3 separate regions of the Sus scrofa genome follow, and regions 1 and 3 are each linked to region 2. The links are chromatin contacts, called in public HiChIP or PLAC-seq and promoter capture Hi-C maps. All regions are on one chromosome and are shown on one strand. The core of a region is the stretch at or near the end of the contact, and the rest is flanking DNA. Distances in the headings are between cores, read along the strand shown. Region 1 holds the start of SLC17A5 (sialin). Region 2 holds the start of COX7A2 (COX7A2 protein). Region 3 holds the start of EEF1A1 (eukaryotic translation elongation factor 1 alpha 1).

Region 1 (4,329 bases), core at 643-3,142, 1.6 Mb before region 2:
TATCAGTAGTTTCTTTTTATTACTGAGAATCTGTGGATATACTACAATTTGTTTATCTATTCACCTGTCGATGGAATGTTGGGCTGTTTTCAGTTCTTTACTATTTTGAATAAAGCTGCTACAGACATTGTGTAGCATATGGTATGTCTGTATAACTTTAAAATAGATGGCCAAACTGTTTTTCAAAGTAGTTGTACCCTCCTACATTCTTACTAGCAAAATATCAGAATTCTAGTTATTCCATATGTTTGCCAATATTTGGTATCTTGAGGTATTTTAACTTTAGCCATTCTAATAGTTGTGTAATGGCTCACTATGGTTTTAATATGCATTTTCCTGATAATTAATGATGTTTAACATTTGAGCTAAAATTTGATTATACATTTTTCCCAATTGCCACAGAATATAGTAGTCTCCAGAGAATATCTATATTACAGTATTTGTTTCTGTATTTCTACACTAGATTACTGTACAGAAGAGAATTATATAAATCTCATAGCGCACAGAAAATGATCAGTTTGTGGAACTAAGTCCGACTTCCAAGTAAAACATCACTATGATACAGTATTTACATTAAGCTTCCAGGAAAATAGGCTCCCAGCTGCCAGATGGAGCTACAGTGTTGCGACCTCTACCGCCACCATCTGGTAACGTTAAAAACAAATTTAAAAGATGCACAGACTATACAGGTCTTGGTGGAGAAAAGTCAAATTTCTAAGTCAACTCTGTTTCTCATGTTTCTTTTTCATGTTCCTCTGTTTCTTCTTGAAGGTATAGAATGTCTGCAAACTGGTTTATTTTTTAGTTTTAATTTCTTTAAAAAAAGTATCAAATAGCAATCTATTTTAATTTCCCTAAATTCTGGGAAGATGTGTTCCTCCTTTTCCATTTGTTGCAAGATTTGGGCAAATTACTTTAGATCTTTATGGAGAGCTTGCCTATCTTGAGGATAACCTGTCTCCTAACTTAAATCATAGACTGCTACGACTTAGCTATAGAGGGGAAAAAAAAGTATGCAATACATTTTTTCTCTTATTGCATAATTTCAAGATATTCGCTCACCGGTTATCCAATCATTTCCCTCTATTTACTCACAAATGTTGACCTCAGCCCGTTTTCGTCTCCCTTCCACGCCTAGGGAGCTCGCTACCAGATCACATGCCGAGGAGCAGCTGTGGCAACCTGGCAGCGACAGGGAGGAAGAGCCGCGGCTCGATCCCACCCTCTACCCTTCAATTGCAGGTTTCCTCCAGTTCACTCTTCCCCAGGATCCTCCGCTTCGCCCTCTGACCATTAATTTCCAAATTCTTCCCCAGTTCGTCTTCCATGGGGTTCCCTGCCCAATACTACCAAAAATCGCCGGGAGCCCAGAGCCCGCAGCGTACAGCTGCCTTAGGCCCCGCCGTAGGTCCGCCGGCTGCACCTGCCGAGGCCCCGGGGCCGCACCTGTCGAGGCCCGGGGGCTTCCGCCCGGCCCGGCTTGGCCTCACAGCCCCATCCGCGCCCTGGGCCCCAGAGCGGCTTCTGAGCACCCGAGCTGGGAAGGCTGGGGGCCGTGAGTGGGCTCCTGGTCCTCAGTCCCCTGTGGCCTAAGCATCTCTGGACACCCCCATCTTGGGACCACCGCCCGCCCGAGCTTCCTCGGTCGAGCAGCTGCTCACCGGTTTCCGCCCGCGGGGCGTGCTGCAGGAGCGGCGTGCAGTCCGAGCCCTCCTCGCAGTCGCTCGGGGTCGTGTCGGGGACCGGGGACTTCATGACACCTCCGCGGAGCTGCTGTGCAAACCACCCCGCGGAAAAGAGAGCTTCGGTGGTACTGCCGAAACCCCCCGGCAGCGCAGGGCCGCTGGCACCGCTGGCACCGCCCCTAGCCTGCCCTGCCCACCGGCCCCGTCCCGTCACAGGCCCCGCCCTTCGGCCTCGTCCTGTCGCAGGCCCCGCCCATGGCGGCACGCAGGCCCCGCCCCCGCCGCCATCTTCGCTCAGGCTGCTCTGCTGGCGGGGCGTCCCCTTGCGAGGTGCTGGCTCTCTCCTTTCATCCGCTGGCCGCAAGGTCTAGGCTGGCCGGGTCGCTGGCGCCCTCAAGGATGGTGCTCACCTCCTGTGCGCTGCCTTGTGAAGCTTGGTGCTGCCCCTCTGGGAGCAGGGGTGGCTGGGAACCCGGAGGCGGGTGGTGGGGGCTTATATCTCGCATTGTTGAGGGGAGGGCTTGGACCAAACTGGGGTGGGTGGTGTGTTTGTGTTCAGTTAAAGTAGTGAATTGCCATGAATATTAGCAACCCTGGTAGCATGTTGCCCCGAGGATCGCTTTTGAGGAGGAAAACAGTGAATAGAAACATCGTTGAATCCTATGCAGTTGCCCATTTTGTAGGTCAAATAACCCAATAACAACAGTTTCATACTTTCACCCTATGGAATCATCTGACGTATATGTTATGTCTCCACAGATCTAATTGGAACAGGTTCGCTTGGCATTTGCTAAGCTAGAAGCACTAAGAAAATGCACTGGCGTGCCTTGGGGGGTTGGAGTGGGGGTGGAACAGAGCTGTTGTGACCACAGGCAGTTATCGTGGGTAAGAATGAACTGGAGATGAAAGGGAAAATAACATAAGGAGATGCTCTTCAAGAGTTCGCTGTAGGTGGGAAGGCTCAAAAGCCGCCGGTGCAGTCAGCCAGGTCCGAAGAGTGGCCAGGTGGAAACAAGTTGAGAGGGTCCATTGGGAAGGGTGGCACCTGCAGGCGTCTCTGACCTCCAGATGGTAAATGCTAGGAAGGTTATCATGTTAAAACTAGAACAAGGCCTTGTTCCTGAGTTTACTGAAATCATCATGTAGATTTTAAACTCTGAGGATTCTGGCCCTTTGGGAATCTTGTAGAGCAATGCCACTTAAACCTGAATGCAGGAAATCACCAAGGCAGTTCCTTTTAAAATGCAGGTTCAGCATTAGCAGGTGTGATGTGGTGGTTTAATTAAACATTTAAAAAATCATTATATGGCTTTTATTTTTTAAATTTAATTTTAATTTTTTACATTTTTGGGCCACCCAGCAGTCTCAGGCCAGGGCTCAGACATGAGCCACAGCAGCGGCAATTCTGGATCCTTTAACCCACTGTGCCAGGCCAGGGATGGAACCTACCTCCTGGCGCTGCAACCAACCTCTTTGTACTACAGTGGGAAATCTGTTTTTTATTTCTTAATTTGTTAATGTGGTAAATTACATTGATTTTGCAGAACTGGGATATAGTTGATTTTCAATATATTAGTTTCAGGTATGCAACCTAGTGATTCAAAATTTTTATAGATTATACTCCATTTAAAGTTATTAGAGGTACTCCTGTTGTGGCGCAGGGGAAACGAATCTGACTAGGAACCACGAGATTGTGGGTTCAATCCCTGGTCCCCACTCGGTGGGTTAAGGATCTGCCATTAATGTGAGCTGTGGTGTAGGTTGCAGATGCGGCTCGGAGCTGGTGTTGCTGTGGCTGTGGTGTAGGCGGCAGCTGTAGCTCCAATTCAACCCCTATCCTGGGAAGCTCCACATGCCGTGAGTGTGACCCTAAAAATCAGAAAAAAAAAAGTTATTATAAAATGTTGGCTGCGTTCCCTGTGCTGTGCATCTTTGTAGCTTATTTATTTTATGCCGAGTAGTTTGTATCTCTGAACCTGCTACCCCTGTCTTGCCCCTCCCCCTGGTACCTTATCCCCACTGATTTGTTCTCTGTATCTGTGAGTCGGTTTCTGTTTTGTTATATTCATTTATTTGTTTTATTCTTTAGAGTCCACATATACGTGATAACACAGTATTTGGTGACAGTTAATTTTGTGTCAACTTAAAAGGAGGATGTTTTTGAATGAGGTTAACCTTTAGATTGGTGAACTCTGGGTAAAAGGAGATTGCCTGCTGTCTTGTGAGTAGACCTTATTCACTTAATCTAAGGCCTGAATAGAAGGAGAAGACCTACCCTCTGAACAAAGAGGAATTCTCTAGCAGACTGCCACAGACTTCATTTGTCCTGTGGGTCTTTAGGCTGCCAGCCCATACTGCAGATTTGGACTTGCCAGCCTTCATAATTGCATGAAACAGTTCCTTATAATAATTCTGACACACACACCACACCCTTTTGGTTCTCTTTTTCTGATGGACCCTGACTGGACTATCTGGGATGGGACTGGGAATCTGTAGGAAGCTCACAAGTGACCACACTCTGAATAGCAAGGTTATAAAGGGAATAAAGGTTCCAATAGACTTGAAAGATTTCAAACAGAGACAGGTCCTTTTTATTTTTATTTTTTATTTGTTTATTTATTTTGTTTTTGGCAGGTGGAAGTTC
Region 2 (4,545 bases), core at 263-2,762:
CACATTCAAGGAGATCCTTACCTGAACTTATGAGGGAAACATACTGATATATAGATATTTAAAAAATAAAGACTGGGAGTTCCCGTCATGGCTCAGTGGTTAACAAATCTGACTAGGAACCATGAGGTTGCGGGTTCGATCCCTGGCCCTGCTCAGTGGGTTAAGGAGCTGTGGTGTAGGTTGCAGACGCAGCTGGGATCCCGCGTTGCTGTGGCTCTGGTGTAGGCCAGTGGCTACAGCTCCGATTCGACCCCTAGCCTGGGAACCTCCATATGCCATGGGGGCGGCCCAAGAAACGGCAAAAAGACAAAAAAACTAAAAATAAAAAATAAAGACTGGTTACAAAATACACTAAGGTCAAAGTCTTTTTTGTTGTTGTTGTCTTTTGTCCTTTTAGGGCCGCACCCGCAGCATATGGAGGTTCCCAGGTTAAGGGGTCTAATCTGAACTGTAGCTGCCAGCCTATGCCAGACCCACAGCAACGCAGGATCCGGAGCCGCGTCTGCGACGTAGCCCACAACTCACAGCAACGCCGGACCCTTAACCCACTGAGCAAGGCCAGGGATCCAATCCGCAACCTCATGGTTCCTAGTCAGATTCGTTTCCGCTGTGGCATAATGGAAACTCCCAAAGTCTTTTTTTTTTTTTTTTTTTAATACTTACCATTATTAAAAACCTATTACTTGACATCAAAATAAACTGGCATGGTTCCTGCTTCATTGAAATGCTTTCCTCATTACATTTCCTGTGTAAGTCTTACCAAAAAAGCGACTTACATTACATATCCAGTTAAATAATAAAATAGGCACTCCACTTTCTAAAATAAATGACATATTGAGAAGTAAAGCCTTACTGGATAATCACTGTTACATTTTCTCTTTTTTTCAAAATTTTGGGAAAATATTTCACCTGCTCAAAGTCGGTGGGGGAGTGAAGGACACTGAAGAAGCGCCTGATGGAAGCAACCCAACCCTTAGGCTGCGAATGCTCCTTAAGTCCCGGACAAAATTGAATGATTTGCATTTTAAACTGCCTTCTCATGCTTGCGAAGCTCAGAACGCCTGAGACTGCACCCTTTCACTATCAGAGCAACTTTGGGTCTGACGCTATCGAGTCTCAGGAACTTCTCACCTGGACCGACAACGTTAGGGATGCGACCAAGAAGCCAAGGTTTGTCTAACGCACAGAACTCCGGGCACCTCTTCAGCCTCGCCCCCTCCCCTGCAACTACCCAGCACAGCGGGGTCGAGACGGATGCACAGACGGAAAGAGTAAGGTCACCGGAAAGGACACGGACCCAAGCCGCCCTCTCCCTCTCTTTTCCCCTCAGGAGAGGCTTTTCTGTCTCTTCCCTTCAGCCTCCGCTCCCAACCCTCCCACCCCACATCACGAAGGCCGGCCGAGATGGCCCTCACCAGCAGATTCCGCAGCATCTTGGCTCAGTCACGACCCACCAACCGCGATAACTGAATACCACGAACGGCAACCCACACACCGGAAGCGGAACTACCCTCAGGTCTCGCGCAAGCGCCTGGAAAACTAGTGCTTCCGGGCGGAGGCGGGGCTTGCGCTCCTTCAACCGAAGACCGCGGAAGGAGCGAAAGAGCGGCCGAGTGGCTGTGACTGATATAGGCGGTGCGCTGTATGTCTCGATGCCTCGATCTCACTCCGGAGCTTCCCGAGAGCTCCACCTGGGGAGGAGCAAATGCTTTTGACATCAGAGAGGCGGGGAATGAGCCCTCAGTACTCTTCTATACAGCTTAGACAAAATCACTGTGAGACCAGGCTACCGCAGAACATTATGTGTGTGTTTTGAACGGGAAGGCGTAAAACTCTGAGCAGCCTTTGCGCCACTCTTTAGAACACTAGTTTGGCCAAACTCTATAAACTGTGGAGCTGGATGAAATGCAAAATAGAAAGGATAACTCCTCTTACACGAATACAATCAGTTTTCTCCACCGAAGGCACGGTTGGGGGGCATTACCGTTCCTTGTGCAGAGGCGGCTGTGAAAAGCTGCGGCGGGATAATAGTTTTCATCCCAGACCTTTGGAGGCTGCGGAGCTGCTCGTGCAAGCGGCACTTCCACAGACAGGGTCGCGGAATTGTGGAAACTTCGCTCGTTTCTGAGTCTTGGGAAGCGCTGAAAAGAGGAGGAGATTTTAATCGAGACACCAGACATGGGATGAAAGATCTTGCTGTCTCAGTCTAGCAGGGCACTTTCCATGTAGAGAGTTGCTAGGCCCAGCAATGACTGTACCGATATCAATCGTGCTTAAATAATGCCACCTTCTAAGTGCCCACCCTAAGCAGGTATAAATATAAAACCATCTACCCTGCACTACAATAAATATCTTCACACCTTTTAAACAAACTCTTAATTATTCCATTGGCATTTCAAATAGATTATATATGTGTTCAGCATAGATGAAATGTGCAGATAAAATCAGTAATATTGAAATTATTATTCCTTCTAATCTTTAGGGTTAAAACTACCAAGTTACCTGGTCCCATTTCAAGTTCTTTTCCTCACCAACTTTAATACCTAATTATTTATAAATTGCAAATACCCAATTCATCTCTTCCCCAGATTGGGATGAAAAGGACCTGGTTTATTCTCCACTCTATTATGCATTGTCATCAAATTCTTGGGGACAATTACCAGATGCCAATAGCTGGGGCATATTGATTTTTTTAAAATGGACTGTCTGTAATTTGAAATTGTTAAAGTTGTATAGGCTCTTATGTTTTATCTAGCCAACTAGATAGTAAACTTCTCAAAAACAGAGATTATGTGAGTTTCTTACCACTCCCCTAGGACTGCTTAACAGAGGTAATCTACTAACCAACAGATGAATTAACGCTATATAATAGGTAACAGGTCCAGGACACTATGTTTCTGCCCCCAAAGAACCAAAGAATCACACGAAATAGATTCCAAAGTAGATACACATCCTTATATTCTTGTCACTACAACTCTCCCCTTTACTGGATCATTCCATGAGCATATGAGCACATCCCCAAATTAAACAGACCTCCTTTTACTTTTTACCATTTTGCTTCTTCAACATAAAAACAGCTTTATACTTGTCTTCCCTTCCACTCCTAATTTTTGAACTGTCAGTATCAGTTTTCATCTTTTTCATCTATCAGCAACATTTAACAGCTAATCATTCCCTCACAATATCCCTTCAGGGTTTAGTTTGGAAATAAACCATATATGTAATAGGGTGTAAGGTCTGTACAGTTTGAAACATGGTCTTAAGGAGACTGCCAAACACTACTCTTGCAGGGGGTACTAGTTCAGCAGCTGCTATTGGTTTCCCTTCCTGGATACTCATCCACTTCATTTCTAAATTTCAGAGGACCACATTCTTCCTACAAGCATCCCTTTTGTGATTTCGTCCAATGCCATGAAATACCTTCTGTGTGTGAACAGCTCTCCAGCCTGACCTTTCCCTTTATCCCCAGACATCTATTTAGATGTCTAATAGGAATCCCAAACTTAACAACCAAAACTGAAGTCTACTTTCCAATCCTTATTTCCAAGCCTTCTCTTCCATTTTCTTTATTTCAAGCCCCCAACTTTGGCTGTTTTCTGTCATAACCTGTAACTAATCTCAAAGAAAATTCTGTTGGCTGCACTTTTAAATAATCTGAATATGACCACCTACCTCCACTGCTACCACCACTCCAGGTCAAGCTATCACCTCTTGCTTACATTACTGCAAAAGCCTTTGAAACTGGTTTCCCTGCTTCTACTCTTCCATTCATTCAGTCTGCCTTCCACACAGCAGTGATCCTTTTAAGGACTTAAATTATGTTAGATAATGACTCTGCTTAATATTACTTTGTTCAGAGTTTCCATCATGGCTCAGCAGTTAATGAACCCGACTAGTATCCATGAGGATGTGGGTTCGATCCTTGACCTCGCTCAGTGAGTGAGTTAACATTCCAGCATTGTCGTGAACTGTGGTGTAGGTCACAGACAAGGCTCAGAACCTGCGTTGCGGTGGCTGTGGTGTAAGCCAGCAGCCACAGCTCTGATTCGACCCCTAGCCTAGGAACCTCCATATGGCAGCAGTGTGGTGCTAAAAAGACAAAAAAAAAAAAAAAAAAAAAAAAGGCTTTGTTCACTGCTGTATCCCCAGCACCCAGAATAGTAACAGGCGCTAAGAAATGCTTAGTAACTATTGATTGAGCGAATAGTAACACTGCACGAAAGAGTGAACTCATTTCGTTGAGTAGAAAAATTCACAAAATCTTTTTTAATACTTGTACTCCTTTCAAACACTCTTCAGTCCCAGTGTTCCTCACTCACTATCCCCTTGCTCTGTAAATCATGATTTTCTTGACAGGAAAATATGGCTGAAATTTAGCTGGATGCCTATCAAACTTACTTCCCAGGTACACTTGCAACCTGGGACCTGGTTTGTAAATTCACCCTCTAAAGCAGAACAGTTGATTTCAAAGTAGTTTCCTTTCCAAAACATTAGCTTGAGGTTCTTTTGTAATATAAGAAAATTATTAGAGGAGTTCCCATCATG
Region 3 (4,541 bases), core at 894-3,393, 1.7 Mb before region 2:
GCTTCACTCAAAGCTTCATGGTGCATTTCAACAGACTTGACTTCAGTTGTAACATTGACTGGAGCAAAGGTGACCACCATGCCAGGTTTGAGAACACCGGTCTCCACTCGGCCCACAGGGACTGTACCAATACCTGAAGTATTCACAGCACAGCATAATTATCTCGTATGAAGACAAACATCACTGCAACCCATACCAGCTGAGTGTAACGTTCAACTTACCACCAATTTTGTAGACGTCCTGGAGGGGCAGGCGCAAGGGCTTGTCAGTTGGACGAGTTGGTGGTAGAATGCAATCCAGAGCTTCAAGCAGTGTGGTTCCACTGGCATTGCCATCTTTACGGGTGACTTTCCATCCCTTGAACCAAGGCATCTAAAACACAAGATCATCAATTAGTGTTTTCAAACTTATCCCTTCCCAGACTTAAGTTTTGAGAACTCATCAAAACCACTTACATTAGCACTTGGCTCCAGCATGTTGTCACCATTCCAGCCAGAAATTGGCACAAATGCTACTGTATCAGGGTTGTAGCCAATTTTCTTAATGTAGGTGCTGACTTCCTTTACAATCTCTTCATATCTCTTCTGGCTGTAGGGTGGCTCAGTGGAATCCATTTTGTTAACGCCAACAATGAGCTGTTTCACACCCAGGGTGTAGGCCAGAAGAGCATGCTCACGGGTCTGCCCGTTCTTGGAAATACCTGCTTCGAATTCACCAACACCAGCAGCAACAATCAGGACAGCACAGTCAGCCTTTAAAAAAGAAAAAAAGGCCACACCCTGTGAAAACCTCTCCAAAAAGGACAGATCCATGGTTTCGCCAATTTATAGATAACTCAAAATGTTACTCTCAGGAGTTCTTAATCCTACAAACCTGGGAAGTGCCTGTAATCATGTTCTTAATAAAGTCTCTGTGTCCTGGAGCATCAATGATGGTCACGTAGTACTTGCTGGTCTCGAATTTCCACAGGGAGATGTCAATGGTAATACCACGCTCACGTTCAGCCTTTAGTTTGTCCAAGACCCAGGCATACTTGAAGGAGCCCTTTCCCATCTGCAGGGATTAAGAAGGGTTACTCGGTAACTAAACTCCTTAGTCCCACTTGGAAGCAATGCTAGGTTTCACTTCCATCTCCTAAACTTGGCTGGAGTTAAGCCACTTAGCAAACTTTGCAATGTACTAGTTCAAGTCAGATATACACTAGTTTTAGAGAACTACCACTTAATTTGCTGACGTTACTTTACCGACCTCCGCAGCCTCTTTTTCGAACTTTTCGATGGTTCTTTTGTCGATCCCACCGCATTTGTAGATCAGATGGCCAGTAGTGGTGGACTTGCCCGAATCGACGTGTCCGATGACGACGATGTTGATGTGAGTCTTCTCCTTTCCCATTTTTGCTTAGCTTTTAGCGATGGCTTTCACGACACCTAAGACGACAAAAACCTTCTTTAAACTACTGTCCCGACGACCGGAGACTCAGGCACAACCCCAACAGCCAAGGGCAAACTCCAGGGAGCATTAGCACCGGCGCCCTGCGGGCCCTGCCCGGCCTACACCCAGCGAACGGGGCCGCCCCGGCGCCCAGCCCCTCCCCCACCCGGGCCGCGAGTCCCGGGAAGCGGCGCGGGCAGCACCGCCCGGCCCTTTGTGCGCCGCCCGCCGTCCGCGTCCTCCATCTTGAGACCGGGAGCGGCCATCTTTCCGCGCTCGCAGCCCGCCCGGGCGGGGCGCTGGGTCTCCGACCGCCCGCCCCGCCCCGCCGCGGCCGTCTGCCCCGGGACCGCCGGGCACGGAGGCCACCTTGGGCGGCCTCGGCTGGGCCGCCCTGGCAGTAACACGCGGCTGCCGGCCGAACTCGAGCGCGAAGACAGACGGGGCGGGCGCGAAGGCGCGGATCGCACGCGGCGGCCACGGCGCCCCAGCAGGCCGCCACCGGGCACGCGGTAGGGAACCGCGAGAGCGGAGGGCCTCGAGTTCTCCACCTCCCCCCGCCCGCAGCTCGGAATCAGGACCAGGGCGCAGAGCCCTCTACGCGCGGGGGGCCGGGAGGCACGCTAAGGCCGTGGCCACCGGCGGAGGCCATGCGGACGGAGGCCACACCCGTACTCACCTGTGTCCTGGCGGCAAACCCGTTGCGAAAAAGAACGTTCGCGGGGACCACGGCGCTTATATATGGTCCTCCCCCACCCTCGGGGAAAAGGGCGGAGCCAGCACACGACACCACTTTCCCAGTTTACCCCGCGCCACCTCCACCCGGCACCGGTTCCACCGCCGTCCCCTCCCCCCATCTTCGGGGACCGTGGGCGATGTGCGTTCAGCCCACTGACGAGCACACGGCGCCCGGCGCATGCTCCTCTCAACCAGGAGGATGACGACTGCTGGTGGGTGGGAGGCGGGGTCGAGCGCTCACTCGGTTCTAGGTTTAGTGGGAGTTTATCGACGGTCCCTGGGATTTCCCTGGCTGAGGAGAGTCCTCCTTTTGTATGAATTACTCTCCGCACAGCTGGGGGGTGGGGCGGCGGGGAGGCGTCCAGAATCTTCCCTGAACCGGTCGTAGCTTAACTGCAAAGTTGGACCGAGATGGGAGCCCTTACCCGGCAGTACCCCACCGGTCCTCAGTCTTGCGGTCTCGCAGGTTAAGGACTAACCCCTGGAGCCGCTTCCTCTGCCGGGGCTTCTCCACCGCCCTTGCCGTCCGCGCCCCTTCCGGCTGGAGAGGGAGGCGTAAAAGGCCGGGGAACCGCGGCGGCAGGGGCCTCGGGGCGGTCTTCAGGGCCGAGAATCCGCGAGTGGCTCAGTTTGCTGACCAACAGCCTGGCGAACAGGCTCCTGCGCTGACCTCTTGGCTTTTTCCATTCAGTTCTTTTATCTAAGTTCGTTCTACACACCACGTGGTACTCCAGACGTCCAGTTTTTGAGTTTAGAATAGACTTAAGTACTACAGTTTTCTTTACTTCTAATCCTAATTTTATTACGTTTAAGACCCTGAGTGTGTGTCTACCCTCCTATTAACATTTTTTTTCCAGTGTATACTCTTGGTTGCAAGCATGAAAAACCTAAAAAGAATTTTTTGAGTTCAGTGCTTATACACGATCTCAAGTAGAGACTAAGATCTACAGCGCCAGGAAGCTTATCCACCCAATTTACTACTCCAACGTTTGCTGTGAAATCACTGTTTCTCAAAAATGGCCTATCCCATTTGAATAAACGGCTTCATCTTTTGTCGTCCTATCCATTGTGACTGCATTTTAGGCATAAATCCAGGGCAAGACAAGATGAGGCCTTTTTGGTTGGCAATCAGGCAGATATTCAAAAATATTCCTGAAGAAAGAGGAACCTTTATTTTAAATGAGCTAATTACTAGATCGTCTCTTCCACGTGTAGAGCACTACTGCAACTTTTTGAGCCAATCTATCAACAAATATTTGAGAACCTACTATGTGGCCAGAGCTAAGAGTGGCTCCGAAGCATATGCAAAAGAAATACTTCCTTTGGGGGAAGAAACCCACAATCTAATTGGAAAAGGGAAACTAATATATAGAGCAATGGGAAGTAGTTAAAAGCAAATTTGTATGGTGCTTCCTTACTTTCTATTCCATTGTAGAATCTAGTTTTTCCAGTCCTTTTAGTTTCTTTTCACCATCCAATAGCTTATTTTCTTTTTAAAAGGTTTTCTGAAATAGTTTTCCTGTATCTTTTACCATTCTTTGTAGATGTAAATTTCTTTTTTTTTCTTTTTTTTTTTTTTTTGTCTTTTTGCCATTTCTTGGGCCGCTCCCGCGGCATATGGGAGGTTCCCAGGCTAGGCGTCTAATCGGAGCTGTAGCCGCCGGCCTACGCCAGAGCCACAGCAACGCGGGATCCGAGCGGCACCTGCGACCTACACCACAGCTCATGGCAACAGCGGATCCTTAACCCACTGACCAAGGGTAGGGATCGAACCCGCAACCTCATGGTTCCTAGTCAGATTCGTTGACCACTGCGCCACGACGGGAACTCCCAAGATGTAAATTTCTAAAAAAAAAAAAAAATTCAGGTTTAAGAGTTTGTATTCAGGTTTAAGAGTTCCTGCTGTGGCAAAGTGGGTTAAGGACCTTCCTGTTGCCACAGCTGTGGTGTAGGTTGCAGCTGCAGGGATGGGATTTGATCCCTGGTCTTTTTTTTGGCCAGCAAGTGAGGCCAAAAAAAAAAAAAAAAAAAAAAAGTTCGTATCCTTGTTTGAACTTTGAGATCGTTTTCATGAAAGAAACTAAGCCATGTAAAGTTTCTCTAGGAACATATATAACTAATCTTTTTCTAGCAATGAAAGCCTTTTCAATAATGCCTATATTTCTAGCTTTTTTTTCACAAATTCTTTTTTTCACAATTCATTTTCCTAGTGAACTTACCCAATCATATATATGTGGGATGAAATTATCTTGATATGCTAGTCCATGTTTGTAATAAGATAAAGATGTGAGAATAGAGTTCCCATCATGGCTCAGCGGAAACGAGTCTGAGCAAGCAGGTCCAATCCCCGGCCTCGCTCAGTGGGTTATGGA

The links. Promoter capture Hi-C pulls out the DNA fragments that hold promoters and counts their contacts. HiChIP or PLAC-seq counts read pairs in DNA pulled down with a chosen protein or histone mark.
Region 1: a contact with region 2 is called in an H3K27ac HiChIP or PLAC-seq map of alveolar macrophages. The contact joins the promoter of SLC17A5 here to the promoter of COX7A2 in region 2. A contact is called at or near these places in 2 of 5 promoter capture datasets (fetal liver and liver) and 2 of 2 datasets of contacts at active chromatin or transcription factors (alveolar macrophages and skeletal muscle).
Region 3: a promoter capture Hi-C map of fetal liver shows a contact between it and region 2, with 4 times the contacts expected there. The contact joins the promoter of EEF1A1 here to the promoter of COX7A2 in region 2. A contact is called at or near these places in 2 of 5 promoter capture datasets (fetal liver and fetal skeletal muscle), 1 of 47 Hi-C or Micro-C datasets (epiblast stem cells) and 2 of 2 datasets of contacts at active chromatin or transcription factors (alveolar macrophages and skeletal muscle).

The regions. Positions count from the first base shown.
Region 1 is chr1:92,284,384-92,288,712 of Sscrofa11.1, reverse strand. It overlaps SLC17A5 (sialin), which reads right to left and starts at 1,892. Exons shown (of 11, transcript XM_003121410.4): 1 at 1,662-1,892. The coding sequence starts at 1,755. It overlaps LOC106506626 (a long non-coding RNA gene), which reads left to right and starts at 1,927. Exons shown (of 3, transcript XR_002344120.1): 1 at 1,927-2,015.
Region 2 is chr1:90,693,713-90,698,257 of Sscrofa11.1, reverse strand. It overlaps COX7A2 (COX7A2 protein), which reads right to left and starts at 1,512. Exons shown (of 4, transcript NM_001097484.1): 1 at 1,416-1,512. The coding sequence starts at 1,433.
Region 3 is chr1:92,419,553-92,424,093 of Sscrofa11.1, reverse strand. EEF1A1 (eukaryotic translation elongation factor 1 alpha 1) reads right to left here and starts at 2,143. Exons shown (of 8, transcript NM_001097418.2): 1 at 2,111-2,143; 2 at 1,249-1,427; 3 at 874-1,053; 4 at 456-752; 5 at 222-372; 6 at 1-133. The coding sequence starts at 1,392.